Linked DNA regions of Macaca mulatta: region 2 is linked to region 1. The links are chromatin contacts, called in public Hi-C maps. All regions are on one chromosome and are shown on one strand. Each heading gives the region's core, a stretch centred on a gene start, on an enhancer-like site or on the middle of the called end of the contact. The rest is flanking DNA. Distances are from core to core; before and after follow the strand shown.

Region 1 (7,480 bases), core at 1,152-3,651:
CAGGTGCAGGCTCTGCGTAAAATGCAGTGGTGCCAGAGGTGGATGCTCTTGTTTTATTTTGTACAAAGATTAAGGAGACTCATGCAGTTAGGATTTTTAGACAGAACAAACAATCAGACTGAGCTCAGAGTACGAATTTGGAGTTGAATGCATTTCATGAACAGTATGATGTTCCTCCATAGCTGTGCCAGTGGCAACTGCTAATGCTTGCAGCACAAAGCAGTCACTTTCTGGAGGGGAAACTGTGTATAAGCCAATGAGATTTCTATATTTTACTGACACTTTTCTGTTGATAGACATTGAGATGATTCAAAGGCAGGAAACATGCACTATAGCCCAACAGACCAGTCTTCCATTGGCTCTCAGGACAGCCCTGGCTTCCATGCTAACTTCTGACTTGTTTTTTTATTTTAAATTTGTTGTCCTTAGGGATTCCCTTAATACCTTGGAAGCTCAGCAATGCATTGAAATATGCATCTGCTGGAATTTATCCTTCATGTGGGTGTTTTTAGCGGAATGGCATTTTGAGGACATCTGGTCCTTTCATCCTGTTTTCTGGCTTCTCCAGCCTGCTCTACACTCAGCCCCCTGTCTTCTGGGAGGTCTCTGGGCCTGGGAGATGTGAGGCTTGGTTAGTTCACTGAAAAGCATTCAGATAGCAGTGGCCTTAAAATAACCACAGAACCAAAGCAATGATGATAAGGAACACTGGGAAACAAAGGAATTTGTTTTGAAGGCAAGAACTCCCCAGCATAAAGCGCCAATATCCCTTCTCTGAGAAAAGGCAAGACTGAAATGACACATCAGGTGTTTCAAAGACAATTTCATAGATTGCAGCATAGCATCATATTGCAGCAGGAATCATGGGACATGGTATTGGCTACATTATGGATTGCCCCCATATCGAGCAGAAGCTAAGATCAGAATCAAATGGAACACTCACTTGCATTAATTAATTAATGTAAGTAATAGCAGAAGGTACAAGGAGGCCTCAGCAAAGCCAGGAGACTCCAAGACGGCCACTGGAGTCTGGATTGAGCCTGCCGCACTCAGGTCACATCAGCACTTCACCCTCATTCACGTCACTGTTCTCAAGGAAAAAATAATCATCTCTGCCTCCAGCGACAGGACAGTCAACACACACTTGACCTTTTCTGGTAAAGTAAATTCTTGCTAATGAGTTGCTATGGCTTTAACAATAGTTTGCTTCCTAAAAACAGTTAACTATTTCCCTGATTCCAGTTTTCAGGTTTTCAGAGTAGATAGAAAACCATGATATGGCAGTCACATTTTATTGTGATCAGGATAATATTGACACTACTCCAGGAGGTGGAAATTGTGGTTTTTGTATCATATTACTTGAAGTCCAAACAATTAAATCTTGTTGGACTTTCTGGATCATAAATGAGAGCCTGTGTAGGAGGAATTTATTTTGAAAACAAACATTCCCTCCAACTCCAAATCTCTCTCTCTCTCTTTTTTTTAAGATTAATGAAATATAAGAACACTATTTTCAGCGAAGATTTCACCTAAAACAACCAGTCAGATGAGAATCATGTGTTACTTGCATGGCATGTCAAGATGATAAACCACATTATATAATTTAAATAAAAATGAATTATAAAGTTGTCTTCCTGATAAGAGCTGCACAGCATTCTGGAGAACACTTTGGCTGTACTTAGAAAAAGTCTGTGGATCCCATGCTCATCAGTATTATTGGCATTGGGGTGGGATGAGCCGCTTTGACAGTGGGCCTGGTCCAGAGACACTGAGACAGACACCAGAGAGGCGAGTGGTGCCTGACCATGGCCTCGGGAAGCTTAATAGCCCCAGTCACTCCCTGGGGTCAGCACACTGACTAGGGCAGCCACAAGAAGTGTTCTCAGTCATGGGGAGGCCTGAGGAGAAGCACAGGTTTCTGGAGGGACCATGTACATCCCTTCAAGTGTTCTGCCTGTCTCCCTAGGATACATCTGGACTTTTGGTGAAATCTAGGAACACCTGAGGCCCTACCTAAATAACACTTAAACTGGAATCCAAACTACTGTCTTACCAATGCACAAATAAATCACACACACACGCACACACGCACACACACACACACACACGCACTTTTTTATTGTAGAAATATCACAAGAGAAATGTAACTCAGGTATCAACTGAGATCTCCCCACTTGCAAACATAGGGAAATTTTCTGGAACCTCCACTTTCAGAGCTTATGGATGTCCCAATTTTGGGGCCGGTTGCTTTTCATTTGATTTTCCTTCTCCATCCTTCCCTGCCATGCTCTGTGCACCCAGAGGATGACTTTGCAGGTTGCATCAGCTGAGCTCCTTTGCCCTCTGGCTTCTGGGTTGGTTTTGGCCAATGGAAGCACCTGCAGGATATCAGATGCTGGACAGGGAAGTAGGAAGAGATATTTATTTCCTGTACTTCCTCACTGCCTTGCCATGGCTCCAGCAGCAGCACATTCTGCAGTCATGGCTCTTGGCAGGCAGCCTCCCTTCCGAGAGTCCAAGCTCTCTATGGACTTGGGTAACACAGTTATTGCCCCTGACTCCTCAAGGACTAGGAGTGTAAAGGCTTCTCTCTATTGCTATTTCCTGGATGCTTCACCTTCCCTCACTGTTTCCCTTAATGCCTCACCCTACCCCCATCTTCTTCATTACACTTCTTGGTTAAACCCTCTGAGGATGTCAACTTTCCCTCTTGGTATCCTGATGAATATATACACCTTCTCATGGGTTTCTTTGGACTCCTAAAAGTCTTATTGTCATATGTTCATTGCTACCCAGGCATTCCTGCTCCCTCACTTACAGATCTAAAGAATAAGCAGCTTCTCTACTAGTTTCTAAGCGAAGCAAAATTTTAAGAAATCATTCATGAGTTATAGTAGCATTCACTGGAAAGCTAAGACAATATGAAGTGATCACATTACATACCACCCAGTCAATATCTTAAAAATCCACATTAGATACATCTAGCCTAGTATATGGACCATAGATTCTGGAGTTAACTCCATGGACCAAGCTTTACCACTCCCTTGCCACTCTGTGATCTTGTGTCAAATTATATAATTCCTTGGGCCTCAGTTCTCCTCTCCCTTCTTCTCTCCCTTCCTCCTTCCTTCCTTTCTTCATTTTTTTCTTCATTTTTCTCTCCCACCTTTCCTCACTCCCCACTTTCTCTCTCTTTCTTTTGTAAACTGAGGTTGTCACTGTTCTTATCTAGGATTGTGAGGATTGAACAGGTTAGTGATGTACAGTTCTTAGGTGCCTGGCCATATTAAGGACATTGTGTAAGTATCAGCTATCATTTATTGTATTATTATTATTAGACATTCTCCAAAATCCTTCTCAGCTGGATTTCTTGGTTTCCCTTAGGGCCTACATCAACTTGCCACCTTCATTTCCCAGCTTTCTCATTCCTTTCTGCTTCCTCTCACTTGTTTTCTTTTGAGCAGCCCCTGGGATGGGTGGAAGAGCAGCAAATGTTTTTTGCCATGGGCCTATCTCTGTAAACAATTTGAGTCAATCAAAGTAAGTGTGTCAGCCTCATATTGGCTGCTCAATCTCATGCAATTCCACAAAGGAAATACTGTGCTGGACAACAAGGATGATCTACTTTCCAAGCCTCCCTCCTGGAACTGGGGCCTGGTCCCAGGGACTCTAGAGACTCTGCAAGCACAGTCCTCTGAGTTCCTCAGAGCATCTAGTCAACCCCACAGGTGGAGAGTGTGGGAGAGACAGTCAGAGAGTGCCCCAAAGAAGAGAAACAGAGAAGCTCAACGGATCCTCCTGCCTCAGCCTCTTGAGTAGCTGGGATTACAGGCAAGCCACTACTCAGTGACTTTACATACTTCTATGTTATTTACTTTTTAAAATTAAGCAGATTTTGTGACAAAGCATTTTAAAAGATGTAATGGATGTAATATGGGAGAAAATACTTGTAAAATAAGTGAAAAAGCAAAAGGTAAAACTATATACAATATAATTACGTCCATAATTATTAAATATCCTATGTAAGAACATACACTAAACAAAATTAACTGATTCTTGACATGGTGCTAGGGGCTTCCACATGTAATGTCAGTCCACTCAAATAGTACGTATTTGATTCTGCTGTTTGACTTACTTACTGCTCATTTAGGTTATCTCCAATTTACTGAGAGAAGGAAGATTGAAAGCCCACAGAAAAGATATGAACTCCTAAGTAAGACTTTAGGCTGTGAGCTCATGGATCAAGTCCAGGCTGGCATTATGCACTGGGCTGATGCTCAGTTTTTACCATGGTAATACCAAGAGTCCCTGGGAGGTAAATGTCCCCAGAAGAGTTGGAAAAATGGAAGACTCCTGACACCGTTTTAAAGGCCTGTGGTTTCTTCTGAAAACTTAAAATTGTGTCTCTAAGGTACTGAGGACTTTGCTATATGTGTAATCTAGTGTTGAGAACACGCTACTGGTATTTCTCACCTTTGCTTCTAAGGCTTATTATGACGGGTTTACATATACCCAATTCATGGCTGGGTGTCACCTTTAGAGATTAAAGTAAATTCATACAATTGCCATGGCCTTTTGGTAAACACCACACCCCAAAGCTTCTCCAAATTTTATGTTTCTATCCTACTTGATAACATACTTTCATTTTTGAATCCTCCAATCTCCTGCACCTCAAAATAGTCTATCAGGCAAACCATTTGTTCCCTTCAATTCTATTTTTAAAATGGCTTTCCTTTGGACAGGGCCCCTAGAGCAGCTGCAAGAGCTGATGTTCGTTCATGCATGACAAAAAGTCCCCACATGTGAGGGGACACCAAGGCCGTCCCTGAGCCACTCTGAATGCATCCCTAAGCTGGTGAGTCCTGCTGTTAGAGAGATGGAGGTTCCCCTCTCAACCAACTGGTGCCAGACTTAGAAATAGCTACAATAAACTTGTGGGTATAAAAAAGGAAGAAGAATAATTTACAACAGTTAATATTAAAACTTACTTTTTAATGACATATTATATGAGAATATTAAAGACTTAATAGAAGTGAAGAATTTGTTTATGCTTGTGTTAGGTTTTAACTAAAAGGGATTCAAATATGGATCCCACTCTTAGGAAGTTGATAGGCTGAGGTACAGAACAAGTGATACATGTTATGTGTAATACTTAATATTTTTGCATGCTATGTGCTCTCACTCTGCTAAGCACTTTCACCTACTTCATCACATCCTCTCAACCACCCAATGATGTAGGTTGCTGGGAAAACAAACAAGGACAGCAAGAATTGGTTACCAGTAGATTAAGTGACATTAAAAAAATGGGAAATGTCATTTCATAATTTCCTAGTCCTAGGCTATGTGATCTAATTTTAAACACCAGTTAAAAGGAAGCTCAGGGGAAAGGAGGACATGTACTCCCCTTGCTGGGTGTGTGGTAACCCAACCTGCACCTCTGTCCTGCCAGCAGCAGCCACGGCAGGCCTCCTGTGCCTCTGAAGTCTGTCCACAAGATCCACGACTCTTCTGGGCACTTCCCCCAAATGGCCACAACCAGCAGTGCTAGTTTGAGTTTACAAGGTGAGGGATAGAGGTAAAGGCCGATCTGGAGTTAGAAAAGCAGGTAGTCACCAAAGCTTGCTTCAGAAGAGATCCAACATTTGGCCCCACTTCCAAGCCCATGGTAAGCAAATTTTTAGCCACAGCTCCATGAAATGAATCATATTTCTTCTTACCAGAGAGTAACTCAGGCATGGAGGATTTGGCTCACAATAATGTGACTTCAAATTTATTCAAATACTTTCGACTCTTGAAGATATGCAGCCATCTATATGTCTCCTCATTTTGATGGTAGTGTTTAGATCTTGCTTCCTACATAAACTTGAGAAATAAATTAGGACCGGAGAACCTGCCTTAAGTCCTTGGTGCCTCCCCAAACACATGGCAGTGCTGGGACACAGTGCAAGTTCAATACAGCTTGGCTGAGTCAATCCTAATTGTTAATTCATCATGGTGCATTCTAATGTTAAGACAGAATTAAAAGACATCCGTGTAGAGAATGTGTTCTATTTATTCTGCTTGGCAGGCGGAGAGTGAAAATTTCCCTTTACACTTTCCCTTCACACTTTCCCCTCCCCCAGAGCCTGCCATCTGTTCTGGAATATCAACATTCATGCAGGGTTACCCCTAGTGAGCCTTTTTAGACAATGTTTTGTCATGAACTATAAGTAGCAATGATCCAGAAGAGAGATTAAAGATGAATTTACTGATTCTCCTCCCTACCTGACCTGAGCAGTACAGTACAGAAATGCAACATGTAGTCATAAAGCTGAAGAACAACCCCCCATCCCCCAAAGAAGTGCTTGTGAAAAAGTGCGGTACGTAAATTCATAATGCCAGCTTGCATCATTCTTTCAACTACTTGATGATCTTCACCCACCAACAGAATCCACATGGGTCATGCAGGAAGTGTTTACTGAGCAGCTTCTGTGGGCAGGTATGGTGGGGGGCACAGGATGAATAAAACACTGACATCCTCCACAGACCTTACAAAACACATGGAAGATGAAACATATAATTATAATATAAGCAAGAAGTGATGAAGTGCAGAAAGAAAGATACACACGCAGTGGTATAGGAATTCTTGCAAGAGACCAATTCCTAAATCTGGGAGCCAGGGAGGATATTTTCAAGGCATTGGAGCTAGGCCTTGAGCAATGGGTAGAATTTCATTATGTATAGTCAGGACCTGGTAGGGAATGGCAGAATCAGAAGCATGAAGGTAGGAAATTGCACAAATATTGGCAGGAAATAGTGAATGAGTAATCTGGTTTCCTCAGCATGAGGGTACATTAGGAGGAACAAGAAGAGATAAAAGTGAGACTCCTGTTAGATTAGGAGTCAGATTCTGTTCAATTACAGGCTATATGTTTGGACATTATTCCACGGGTGTCTTTGTGCACAGTAGTGACATTAGAGCTTTGTTTGAAGAAGTCTGAAGCAAGCCAGGCATGGTTGTGCATGTCTCGAATCCCAGCTACTTGGGAGACTGAGGTGGGAGGATTGCTTGAGCCCGGGGGTTTGAGGCCAGTCTGGGCAACATAGTGAGTTCCTGCCTCAAAAAACAAAAAAAAACAAAAAACAAACAAAAAAAAATCTGAACCATTATGTAAGCTAATCTCTGGGTATGACCCCATATGGAAGCCAGAAGACAAGGAAGCCTTTTGATGCCTTGAGGAGCACAGAACAGGGTGAAGTATAAGGCAACATCTGGCAGAGCACATGCAAGATGTTCAGCACAGTAGATAGTAGAGCCCAATTTGATAAAGGAGCAAATTGAGGCAGAGAGAGACTAAGTCGTCTAAAGCTATGTTACTGTCAAATACCAGAGTTAGGATTTGAACCCAAGGCCATCTGACTCCAAAGCTGTTGCTGTCAACCAATATTAGCTTCAGCATCGTTGCAGAAATGTTGATGTCTTGTTTGACAACATAGAAAT
Region 2 (7,420 bases), core at 2,660-5,159, 210 kb after region 1:
TGATAGAACTCGGGAGGAGAGAGGACTGGAGGTGGGAATTATTGTTCCTTAATAGTCCTTTTAAATCAAGCAGGTAAAAATGGATCTTTTGTAACTACTTGCAATTTTAGGATGTCTCCCTGAAATTTTTATCTAAAGTGAGGAAAAAGATTTGGTCTAGGTGGGGAGTTAATTTCTATCATATGTTGATGTCTGTATTTGTTTTAGCTTCATTTAAAATTAGTAGTGCCATTTTTCTATATTTTGGAAGTGCTGATGGCTGTTTATAGCTAAAGGCTTTTTGGTGCCACATGAGTGTTTTGTATATGGTTCTTTCTGCCGTGGAAAGTATAATTTGTGTCAGAGATTCTTTTTTCATGTAAAAGGTTAGGCATTGACTAATAAGGGTGAGATGGCACCTCTTGTTTGCATGTTGAACTGTAAAGTAACCCTTGCATCTCTCCAGCAAGGGGTGTGCATCAGAACCACCCATGGAAATCTTTAAAAGTAGACACCGAGACCCTATCCTAGACCTACTAAATAAGAATCTCTAGGATGGGACCTGAACCAGGGGTGATTTTAAAGGAGCCCTCATAAGTGTTTTTGATATTCTTAACCAGGGCTATACTACTGCTGCTCTGGTCTTCATGTAATTGTTCATAAATTGTTGAACATGCTTTCTAAGTAGAAATAAACTTTAAAGGATAAATTATTTTGATAGGTTTATCTTACATTATAGATTGATTTATTTATTTGCTTTTAACCTTAGCATTTATTTTCCCTAGCTTAATAAGAATGAAAGTGATCTGCTTGTAAAAGAAAGAAGTATATTTAAATCATACCAGAAAAAAAGGGTATTTAAATTACCTTCAGATTTTAAAAAATATAATTTTCCTTAATAATACTTTTCAGGGCTCTCTAACTTTTTTTCTGTATCTTATGTTGAGGTTTTTATATAATTATCATACATAAAAATATATTATTTTCAACTCATTTTATATAGCATATTCATTTATATATATTTTTAATCTTTAGCCATTGAAGAACAATAACTATAGGATCAGTAAATCCCGATATGACTCAATAGACAGCTATTTATCTAAGTGTGGTGAGAAATATAATGACATCGACTTGACGATAGATAAAGAGATCTACGAACAGCTGTTGCAGGAAGGTGGGTTCCCACTGCATCTTTCTGGGTTTAATTGTACGCCTTTAGTTCTTCAAAGCTCTTATACACTTTTTTGCTGACTCCTGGTCTGGTTTCTATTTTTAGTGTGAAGTCTTTAACTTTCCTTATGAGGCTGCTTGTTCCTAAAGTTTCAGGTTCCAAATACTTGTGAGATCTTCTTGACTTTTAGCAAAAGGAGCTTACTTTGGAGGTCTGTGTGTAGGTCCACACCAGTGCCCCAGCAGGCATTGTGTAAGTAGTGAATAAAACGTTGACATTTCTGCAGTGTCCGCAGGATAAAATACTGGGCGAGGTGAGGATACTAATCAAACCAGCTATTTCAAGCTTCTAGACACCCTTTCTTCAAACTTCCTGAGCTATCCTGTCATCTTTCTGGACTAAGAGGAAGGGGTATCTCCTGCTTTGCAGTGAGTTCCCATATGATCTCTTTGCAGGCATTGATCATCTCCTGGCCCAGCATGTTGCTCATCTCTTTATTAGAGACCCACTGACACTTTTTGAAGAGAAAATACACCTGGATGATGCTAATGAGTCTGACCATTTTGAGGTATCTCCTCAGTTTTATTTTTATTTATTTATTTAGTGATTTATTTAGTGACTCTGTTTTATATGCATTTCACTTCACAAACCAACATGGGGAGGCAGTTTTCTGTACCTGTGAAGAATACAAAAGAAATTTTGTGAGACTTTCATTTACCCAGTACAGAAAAGAACTTGAACAAATGAAAAATTGGTTTCAAGTACTCTTATTTTACGATTCTTACTGTTTATCTCACTGATTATATTGTTTTGTTGTTGTTCAGTATTTTCTTATTTGCCTAGTGGTGAAAAATTCATACACTGCACAAAAAATAACCTGATCAGTTATTTCAGTGCTTCAGACATACCACCTTTTTTTTTTTTTTTTTTTTTGTAGATAGGCTTCTCATAGGCTTATTTCTGTGTCATGTTATATGTAGACATTGACATATATACCTTTTGAAATACCACCTATATCCCCTTTCTTTCCCCCACCAAACTCACAAAAGATATAAATCCTTCCAGTCTTGCCATCAGATCCCAAGATGGTTAGGGCCAAGAAAGAACTCTCTCTCAGCGTCTTGAGAAACAGCTACCCTTCTTAGGCTCTGGGGTCATTGAAGCAGCAGCATTCCCAGGAGAGGAGGAAGAAAGGAAACAACTGTTGTGTGACAGGGTTCTCAGATGAAAGTGTCCAGTGTCACCTGGAACGGCAGGCTGGCTCCTAAAACTCTCAGGGATGAAGGTGGGGGCCCCGTGGCTCTTCAGCTGCTGCCCCCTAGGTGGGAGGTAGGGAGTAGGAGCTGGGTGGGATTAAGCTTGCAGGGATAGGGCCTCTAGCTTTTGGTAAACACTTGCTGTTTTGTTTTCCTGAAAGAGCACACTCCAAGAAAATCTTAAATTATACCTTTTTGTCTTTGTCAGTTGAAGAAATTTGGTATGGACAGTAAGCAGTCTTCTTTCCTAATTAAATATCAGATCATCTTAATATTTTCCCAGATGTATGAAAAGTTGGTTTTCTTCTCTACTTTTGTATCATAGAATATTCAGTCCACAAATTGGCAGACAATGAGATTTAAGCCCCCTCCTCCAAACTCAGACATCGGATGGAGAGTAGAATTTCGACCCATGGAGGTAAGACACACGCATCAGCAAGAACTGACTCAAAAGTACTCTTTCGCCAGCTGTTCATCACCCTTCTGATGCTGCTGTCAGAAGGCTCTTAAATATAAAATAAAAATTAAGTATGTGTATGGTAACAAGTCAGTCCAAGTTATAGAGGGTTGATTTCTGAGAACAGATGTGGGCAAAGGGCTTCCAGACCCAGATGGGGAATTAGGAGATGGCTTGGGAATGACATGATCGAAGGAGGGGCCTGGGTCAGGGAAGAGCACGTTTGTGTAGTTGGTTTGTAACTTCTCTGAGCTTCTGCTTGTCTAGGTGCAATTAACAGACTTTGAGAACTCTGCCTATGTGGTGTTCGTGGTACTGCTCACCAGAGTGATCCTTTCGTACAAATTGGATTTTCTCATTCCACTGTCAAAGGTAAGGATATGTTTCTTTATGGTGATGGGTATAGATCTATCTGTCGATATATTTATTTATATATGCTATTTTTTTACAACCTGATTTCATTTGGAATTGTTTACCCTTTGCAATAAAATGTTTCTCCATCAGCCCTATTTATTTTCTTTTAAACCTAAGCTTAATTTCTAGACGCTTTCCATTCAAGATGATTGATGGCTAGAAGTAGTCCAACACATTGATTTCATCCACCACAAAATCCCAGGTTGATTACAATGTTAAAATTAGGATGGGGAGGGAAAGTGTAAATGCTGGAATGCCGGGAAAAGTATCCTCAGTAGAACTGAACTTGAGATGTTTCTGAAGAATCTGGATGGGGTTGGACTGTCAGAAAAACAAATTGGAGTTCATCAGCCCCCCAAAAGACCAAAAACCACGCTTTCTGGGAGCAGTTTGCCAGCAGAACAACTCCAGGTGATGAGGGAGCAGAGCTGTGGGTGGTGGGGCAGTAGCTGAGGAGGTGAAGGTCTTTAGTTTCTGGGCCAGGGTTCCTCTTGGCAGAGAGTGGCTGGAAAAAACTGCTAAACAGAGAGGGCCCTGCCGCAGGAGTTCCTGGTTGAGGGTTTTAGGGCCAGAGAATGGAGAAGTAGGGCAGCCCTGTCACAGCAAACATGGAAGCAGGAATGAAACTGCTTAGCTCCAGCATCTGCCCCTGGGGCATCTCCTTCCTCCATGAGCGGTTTGCCAGACTGTGCCCATCCCCACACCCCCTGAAGGAAGTCAGGCTGTCAGCCCATGCCTGCTCCTCACACCCAGACCAAAGATCATAGAACTCTGTGGGCCCACATTGCCCTCATGCCTACCTACTGGGGAGACCAAATCCATCTAAGAGAGATTGCATGTAAGCTACCGGTCTAAGCCTTTGCTTATAAATAAGAATAGATGCCCGGAAGGCAACAGAAAATTGAGAACAATTAACAGCCTTAAAGAGAAGGGCCCAACTGGTCCTGCAAGGGTATACTCTGTTCAGTGAAACTTAGTTACTTCAAGGAAGTAAGCTGGGCCCAGCACACACCTATAATCTCTGCTCCTCAGGAGGCTGAGGCAGGAGGATTGCTTGAATCCAGGAATTCCAGTGCAGCCCTGACAACATTGCCAGATCCCATCTCTTGAAAAAAAAAAGATAAGAAACTGGAAAGAATTATTATTATTATTTTTAATTTTTAAACCTTTTTTAGAGACAGGGTCTCACTATGTTGCTGAGGCTGGTCTCGAACTCCTGGGCTGAAATGATCCTCCTGCTGCCAAGCCTTCCAGGTAGCTGGAATTACAGACACAAACCACCATGCTCAGCTTTGGAAAGTGTTCTTAAAGGAATTCTAATTAGTGGCCTCAGACAAGTTCTATAGAGGTTCAGTCACATCCATAAAACAAGCATTATAGATGGTGCTTATTTAATGGTGAGTATTCTCACCAGTAGAGCAGATGTTGTTGAATATCCAAGGTAGTGACTTAGAAGACCAAATTAAGATTAATCCCAGCAGGATGGTGAAGAAATGGAAATTATGGAAAACCTGAAGCCTGGAAAACTCTAGAAAATTCAATGTTTATGTAATAATTTAGAAGAGGAGAATAGTTTATATAGAAAAGATATAAAATACAATAATCAAGGAAATAATAGAATTTTTCCTTAATAAGTCTCCCTTAAGGATGAGACAAATACTTAACTCAAATGTAGGCATTTATTAATTTCAAAGAGAAAATTAACTGTCTGGACAAGAGGAAAAATGAGGAGACCTGCCAAGGGGGAAAAAAATCAACTGATACTACTTCTCATTTGCAACATTAAATGCTGGATGGAAAGAAGTTTTCAGAATCTCGAGAGGTAAAGAATTAACAACCACAGAATTATCTTCTCATCCAAATTATTCTTTAAATTTCAGGTGATTCTAACAAAACTGAATGGATCAAGTTAGGGCTAAAAGTATGCCAGAAGTCTTATCTAGTGTCTTAGTTTGTTTGGGCTGCTGTAACAAAAATACCTTACACTGGGTGGTTTATAAACAACGGGAATGTATTGCTCACAATTCTGGAGGCTGGGAAGTCCACGGTCAAGTCACCGGCAGTGTCAGTGTCTGGTGAGAGCTTCTGCCCTCTGGTTCATACATGGTGCCTTCTTGCTGTGTTCTTACATGGTGGAAGGGGCTAACAAGCTCTTCAGGTGTCTCTGTTATGAGAGCACTACTCCCATTTATGAGGGTAGAGCCTTCATGACATCCCAAAGGAGGTCCTCCCAATCGCCCCCCAAACGCCCTACCTTCTAATACTGTCACAATGGGCATTAGGCATCAGCGTATGAATTTGAGGGAACACAAACATTCAAACCATGGCACCTAGTAAGGGGATATGGAAGGAGATGAATGGCAGATACTCATTAGTGCTTGACACTTAGAGAGTTATAATTTCAAAACTACCTCTTTAAAAGTAAGGAAAACTATTAATAGTATAGAAACAGGATTTATTTCTCCTAAACTTGCTGGCTAAAAGGGTGGTAAAATGAACCAGGAATACGTTTCAGTGCCACAAAATTGGGTGTGGGGCCAGGGGAGTGAAGAAACAATAGCCCACAGAACATAAAATGGTGAAAATAAAATGAAAACAAATTTGAATAGACTAAACTCTATCCTATTAAACAGCTAAAACAGATAATATAAAATAGCAACAACATAGTTTGCACAAGATATACCTAGAACAAGGACAGATGCTGGGAAGAACTGCATAGTGACCTTTTGGAATGATAGCAGGAATGGCAAAGCGATATCAGGCAAAATGTGAGGTAGAAATTATTAAATGGGATAGAGAAAGTAGTTTTATATATTCTTCCAAGAAGATGTGAAAGCTGTGGTCCTTTTTGTACCATGAAATGTAACATGAAAAGCATTTAGTGTGATGGGTAATATGTGGCTTTGATGTGAGAACTAAATGCATAAATCCCTGGTACTACTTAGGAGGCTTTTAACCTGGACAAGTTACTTATTCTCAGTGCCTCAGTTTCCCACATGTATCCCAGAGGGGGATAAGTAGGCTGTTGTAAGCCCATGTGAGATTAATGAGGTAAACCACTTAGCAGAGTACCTTGCCTGTTACTTAGTAACTGACAGGTCATATAATCAAAGGATGGGAAGGGCCATGGGGGAGTTAAATGGCATGGTTAATAAGCTTGGTTGTATGGCCTGTATTACATATCTCATACCACATCTTTTTTCAGATGCCATGAGTAAGGTTTACAAAAAATAAAGAAAATCTTCACTTCTCAAAAGTAGACACAATAGAGCATGCGTTCCCACTAAAACTAAAGAGAGATTCTGGAGAAATTTAACATTGGAAATTAAAAATGTATAGATTTTAGATTCGCCAAAACTAGAATTACAGGTTGTATAGGAAAGTGAAAGACAGTAGGTTGCTGGCAGAGCTGGTGTGTGAGGAAAAATTATGTCGTAAAACAAAGATTTTGAATCTAAGTAGTTGAGAATCTAAAGAACAAAATAAAATATACTTTGAAAGGAAGTCATAAAAGCAGAAATTAGAAGTGGTCATTATCAACTTTTTACAAGACTAAGGAAAAAAGAAACAAATACTAGTAATGAAAGCAGATGTTCACAGCCATGGTGGAATTTATACTATTTATTTGAGTGTGCTCCTAGAGTACCTAGATTGTTCAGAAGGTCCTGTGTGTCTCTTCAAAAATGAAACCGTTAACAATCGCACTTCCCACATAATGAATGTGGGAGGAGATTTGGTAATCAAGAGAGTTTATGTACCATCTGTCCCACATCAGCCTAACTGGTCACTATTGTATACACTGAGGTCCCACATAAGATTTCATTATAGAAAATAAGGGATTACTACTAAAAAGTTTTTTAAATTCTGCTTTGAGAGTCTTAAAAAGTCATTGGAGATGTAGAGAATTCACAAATGAAACAGTTTTCGGTTTCATGAGTGAGTCTACATGTCTGGAGCCACCAGGTGGGCAAAAAGCAGTGATCTTCTGCCCTTGGGAGGGCTGTAACCTTATTCCAGATACGACAACCTATGAACTGTCTTTGCCTTTCCTCACTCTAGTGGGGAGGCAAAACCCCAATGGCGAGGCAGCAGGGGAAGAGCATTCAACTTAGAAGAACTGGGTTATAGGCCAGGCGCGGTGGC

Evidence for each region. A called contact is a pair of places that touch in the nucleus more often than the background predicts.
Region 2: a contact with region 1 is called in a Hi-C map of round spermatid, with 2.6 times the contacts expected there. The contact joins two enhancer-like sites. A contact is called at or near these places in 6 of 14 Hi-C or Micro-C datasets (CD4 T cells, blood, fetal cortex germinal zone and 3 more).

The regions. Positions count from the first base shown.
Region 1 is chr4:128,649,305-128,656,784 of T2T-MMU8v2.0, forward strand. No RefSeq gene overlaps it. Among named protein-coding and RNA genes, the nearest start is that of KLHL31, 45 kb to the right of the region's middle. Within about 2 kb of position 2,402, at least 2 of the 40 cell types and tissues checked have an H3K27ac peak or open chromatin away from gene starts, as enhancers often do.
Region 2 is chr4:128,854,717-128,862,136 of T2T-MMU8v2.0, forward strand. It overlaps GCLC (glutamate-cysteine ligase catalytic subunit), which reads left to right. Exons shown (of 16, transcript NM_001261107.1): 8 at 1-31; 9 at 1,015-1,153; 10 at 1,606-1,718; 11 at 2,732-2,824; 12 at 3,131-3,235. Among named protein-coding and RNA genes, the nearest start is that of GCLC, 37 kb to the left of the region's middle. Within about 2 kb of position 3,910, at least 3 of the 40 cell types and tissues checked have an H3K27ac peak or open chromatin away from gene starts, as enhancers often do.